2 separate regions of the Zea mays genome follow, and region 1 is linked to region 2. Evidence: chromatin contacts called from public Hi-C data. All regions are on one chromosome and are shown on one strand. Each heading gives the region's core, a stretch centred on a gene start, on an enhancer-like site or on the middle of the called end of the contact. The rest is flanking DNA. Distances are from core to core; before and after follow the strand shown.

The links. A called contact is a pair of places that touch in the nucleus more often than the background predicts.
Region 1: a Hi-C map of endosperm shows a contact between it and region 2, with 2.6 times the contacts expected there. The contact joins the promoter of LOC100273796 here to the promoter of LOC103626106 in region 2. A contact is called at or near these places in 2 of 25 Hi-C or Micro-C datasets (ear and endosperm).

The regions. Positions count from the first base shown.
Region 1 is chr5:24,421,782-24,424,481 of Zm-B73-REFERENCE-NAM-5.0, reverse strand. LOC100273796 (Tubulin-folding cofactor D) reads right to left here and starts at 1,422. Exons shown (of 17, transcript NM_001360448.1): 1 at 1,027-1,422; 2 at 1-219. The coding sequence starts at 1,287.
Region 2 is chr5:23,710,788-23,713,487 of Zm-B73-REFERENCE-NAM-5.0, reverse strand. LOC103626106 (zinc finger CCCH domain-containing protein 44) reads left to right here and starts at 1,342. Exons shown (of 11, transcript XM_008646482.4): 1 at 1,342-1,984; 2 at 2,107-2,186. The coding sequence starts at 1,557. It overlaps LOC100279875, which reads left to right. Exons shown (of 14, transcript NM_001152828.1): 14 at 1-148.

The sequences.
Region 1 (2,700 bases), core at 173-2,672, 710 kb before region 2:
ATCTGAAACCTGGTGAGGGAAGAATCTGATGACACTCTTGTACCCGCACACTGTGACAAGGGTGTAGATGATGATACACAGAGGCTTGATAATGTCAAGAAGTTCATCAGTACTAGCACCAAGTTCCATTGTCTTTGACCGAACCAACGACATAAGTGGTGAAACAATGTTCTCAAGGTATGGCTCTAATAGTTGACCCTCTTCTTGATATTTGTCCATCTATTGCTCAACAGAAAAGATAAAATTTATCATGCAAGCTCTTAAGCATGATAGTTTTGGCATAAAGTCATTTCAATCGTTCACTTAAACAATTGAGTTCAAAATTGATGCTCTACAAACATTAACACTGGATATATGAAAATGATATGTACAGATTTTTCTTAGAAGTACTATCATAATTGAAAGTAGTGGCCAAAGTTGTGCTCAGGAGACCATGTGGATGTCTAATATATCATTCATCTGTGAGCCAAAAAAAGTAAATTAATCCCCCTGTTCCAAATTGTGAAGTGATTTGGTTTTGTTCTAAGTCAAACATCAATTGTTTTCCTAATGTTAATAGTTTTCACATCATGTGGACCTTTGCTCTTGCCTTTATCTATAGAGGTGGTAATCGATCATTAATCATAACTCTCCCCAAAACCATTTTATTTACCCAGGAAAGCAGAATGTAATTCCTAAATAACATGTCATTCTAGGACCTAGGATTGATTTATGTAGGTCATTTGTATCTCAGATGAGCTTTTGCTAGCCTATATTAGCAATAAAATGTGCATTCACAGACTAACCTCAACCACCTCGACCAAACAGTTTAAAATGCCTCCTAGACGACTAAAAGATTGCAAGAAATTGTGCATGATGTATTCGAATTTGGCTGTTGTGCATTTAAATCAGACGCTAAAGCAGATTACATCCTTTAAAATAAACAAACAAAAGTCAATGTTGCTCTCAGAGCTACACCCTCTTCTCTCAGAGATCTAAGGTTCAGCGGCAGGTAGCATTTGAAAATAGGGATAGAAGAGTGCTTACGATAGAGCGGATCCTATGGACATCGGCGGATTCGGCAACGCCGCCGCCGGCGACGACACGGTGGAGGATCGCTGAGACCAGCTCCCACTCCTGGAGGAAGTACCTGCGCAGAACGACCTCCTTGGAGTCGTGCTCATCGTCACCAACAGCGGTAGGATCAACGGAGGCTTCAGCATCAGGAGGGGATCTCATGGGCTCGGATGGGACGGGCGTGGCGGCATTAGACGCCCAAGCAGCGGCGGCGGCGGCGGCTTCCTCCATAGCCGGAGCTCGGGGCGGGTGTCCGACTGGTGGTAGTGTGCGCGGCTGTGCTACTGTACGTCTGTACCTATGCGATCGAGTGCCTTCTGCTCGTGTTCTCAGTTTCCGTGTTTGCTGTCACAAGGCGTCTTTCGGTATTCGCCCGTCCGCATTTCGGTATTCGCCCGTCCGAAGGGGCAAACCACCCTCGGTAGAGCGAGCCGCATACATCGAACCTTATTAGCAGCATGACGGCGAAGTAAACTACACATCGGTTCCTCTAATTAATTAGCTAAGAGCATCCATCTACCCTCATGGTTGTACTGTTTTCCTTGTGATCATCCAACAAACCAGTCCTTACGGAGAGACACTCGAGAAACCGCTTGAGCCCCTTAAATATCACAATGTCATCATCAATTTCTAAAAGTAAACCTCGTATCATAAATAATTCTCATTATGTTTATTGATTAAAGTGAGCGCTAGCATAGAGCTAATCCAGAAATAATTCAACCCAAATAGGTGAACAAGGACAAGATAAACAAAAACTAGTAAATCCTTATATATGAATTATGTAAATACGGGGGATGAATTATAAAATAAGTAGGACATAAATGGGTTATAGGACACTTGCTTTCACCAACCAGCTGTTGCTCAGGGTCTTCGCCTGCAACTCCTTCGGACTCTGCCAACGGACCGTTACCTATATGAGTTCAAACATACATTCCACATTTTTAACATAGAAAACAACAATACACCACACAATAAAATAGAACAACTAAACAGACGCGTGGCGCAGGGCTCGCATCTACGACTATGCGAGAAAAGAAACTACGACGGTCGAAGCTGCAGCCGAGAGACATAACGATTACGTTAAGCAGCTATAGATTAAAATACTTATCTCAACATAATCATATTAATTGATATTCATGCGATGCGTAAATAAAATTAGCACTAGATCCTAATTAGTTCGATACTTAATTAATCGTCGTTACACTACACACTTAAATTAATATACACAATTCTAGGTGAATAAAAAGGGTTGTCGTGCGGCGAAGCGCGCGACACAACGCACCACTCGAACATAATTTAAAAGGATTATCGCGTGGCGAAGCGCGCGACACCACACGTGACTCCAACGGAGTTTTAAAACGCGACGACGCGCACGGGAACAGGGCCACGCAGGGGCTGCGCGCCGCGCTGAGGCCGGGGGACCGAGCGGGGGCGCCGGCAGGGGGTTGGGCAGGGGCGTCGTGGGGGGGGGCAAGCAGGGGCCTCAGGGGCAGGGGCGGCTGGGGCGCGGGCCGGGTTGGGCTACGGGGCTGATTCCCCTCTACTCGATCTCGCCTGCTTCTAATCAAGTTTATTCCGTGAATCGAAAACCCAACTAAATCAATGCACGCCTAGGAACAATATCAGACGGGAACCATGCCGAGC
Region 2 (2,700 bases), core at 93-2,592:
TACTATACTACCAAAAAGGCCAAAGCGAACCCGCAATTTTCTTATGTATACTAGTAGTAGTGAACTGCTGCACCAACATCCGGTCCACGTAAACATGTGCCTTTTCCGACGTGTATGTTTTATTTAATGGCATGTGTTCACTTGTGCATCTTTTTAGCTGGGTCTTCTTTTCTCCACCCGTCCGCGCCCGCGCACTAAAAGCCAAAGGAGCTTTCGCTATCCCATCTACTACGTACAGTAACAGTACTAGCTAATAAAAAGGCTGTAACGGCGCGTAACCCCCCCGCCTCCAGCTGATCAGTGATCAGAAACCTGCGCGCACGTCACCTTGTTTAGTTTAAGCATCCTTTTAGCTAACTTCCAGTCAACTATCCGGGTAACAGCAAGGCCAGTTTTCATATGGGTTAGAGTGGAGACTAGCCTGACGGTGACGGCTATTAGTTTACCAAGGAGACCAAATACGCACACAGACAATATTAGTTGCCGGTGTGCTGGACTGTCGGGTCCGGACTCCGGAGGGCAGCTGGAAGGTGGGACCTGGGACGAGTCGAGCACACACACACAGCAGGCACAGCACAGCACCCAGAACCAGCATGTGCAGAAAATTCAGGCTGGGGTTGGATACGGTACGTCAGCGAAGCATGTCGTGGCTGCGATGCGCGCAGGCCGGCAATGGTCGCGCTTCGCGAGCAAGGATGGATCGGAGCTTCTGCGGTCTGCCTGCCCATCACGTGCACAAACCGGAGAACGGGCGCGAGAAGTCGTCGAGAACCCACGACCACTATGCCACGCACGGCAAACCGTGTACTGGACCCGCTGCGGCCCAATAAAATGCAGCGACCAACCACGCCACCCCGTCCCGTTCCCGTCGTCCACAGACTACAAGCAAGGCAACACACACGTCTTGGACCTCTAGCTTGTCTCCGGGTCCTCCCGCCGCTCGCCGCTCGCCCAATCGGCAATCGCCGACGACGCCCCCGCCGAGAAACGAGCGTCGAGCGCAGCGCTGCCCCGCCCCGCTTTGCCTTTTTCTCTGTACCCGTGCGCCTGCCGTGTCGTGCCGGTGCGGTGCGGCGCGGTGCGCCCCGCTCCCGGTCCGGCCGGACGCAAAGAGACATTTTATTTTATTTTATCTTTACGAACATCACCAAATCATCAATCATTAATGTATTAGATCTGCCATCATAACCAAAGGTTAATTTCTCAGGACCCAAAAGGCACCCAGACAGACCCCTGACCGCCGCGATTTTTTTTTACTGGAAAAGCCTTCACCTCTTTACGCTAGCCCGCCAGCTTGCTCGCCCCGTTTACCCCCCCTGCCTCTGCCTTCCCCAGCCTCGTATCATCTTCATCACTTTCTCTCTGCCCCAGGCCAGTGCCCACCTCTCGCAGTCCTGTACCTACCAACCACATCATATTCGGGTCCGTGAGCCCGTGGGAGACCGCGCGGCGGCGACGACGAGGCCTCGACCTCGAGCGAGGGTTGGTGGACGTCGACGAGCTAGGGTTAGGCGGGCTTTTGAGCTTAAGCTTGGGTTGGGGGGGCCTGCTGATCCATGGACGGGGGGACCGGCCCGGGCGCCGAGGTGCTCTCTCCCGGCGAGGCCGAGTGGCCCCCAGAGCTCCGCCTCCCGCCGCTGCCCTCCGTGCCGGAGCCCCCAGGGCCGCCCCCGCCCGCCCCCGCCTCCGCTTCGCTGCGACTGCGAAGCGTCGGGGTCGCGCCCCATCTGCACGGGGAGGTCTTTGATGATGACCCGCAGTTCCTCGGATCGATCATGGGGGCCGCGGCCCCGCCCCCGCCCCAGCAGCAGCAGCAGCAGCCCGCCGCCGCGGCACCGGTGAAGAGGAAGAGAGGCAGGCCGCCGAAGAACAGGGACGGTGCGGCGCCGGTGCCTGCGCCGGTGAAGCCGGGGAACAAGAAGGACGAGGAGGAGGTCTGCTTCATCTGCTTCGATGGGGGCAGCCTCGTGGTTTGCGACCGGAGGTGTGTGTGTGTGTCAGTGCGTGCGCGCGCGCGCGCGATTAGCTAGCTGTTGCATCACGTACGGTCAAGTAATGCAGCTTCCGCTTCACTGTGCGTGCTGATAAGCTTCACTTTGCCTTTAGGGGTTGCCCGAAGGTGTACCACCCTGCGTGCATCAAGCGAGACGAATCCTTCTTTCGGTGCCAGGGCAAGTGGGATTGTGGTGAGCTTTTCTCTTGTGGACTGCGCCTTCTTCTCAGTGTTTAACGTCGACTCGTTTCTTCAATAGATGCTGACTAGTACAAATATTAATGCTTAAGTAGATGCCATTATAGCACTTTGACATGCCATAACTTTTGAGATAATGCAAGCCATGAGCTATTGAAGAAATAGGAAATGTTTGAAATAAGTAAGTATACAAACATTTCAAGCAGAAACAGATGCTAATCAATGCATATACTCCCACATTAAATAAATAACTGAATTAGTCAGTTATGGTAATCTCGCCATCTCATTTGGCTCCAGCATGCAAATGGGAGCCGATTCAATGTTACTATGTATATGTTCAATTGGTAGAAGAGGACAAAATCAGCAGGATTTCTGTTGTACTGTGATTCTTTGTTGGAGATTTATGTTTAAACACCGAGCCAAAAGCTATTTGTCAGCGCCCCGCCAAGGGCGTACCCTTGGCTGCAATCAAGACACACTCAAAGATCTCGACTCAGGAAAGACCACTG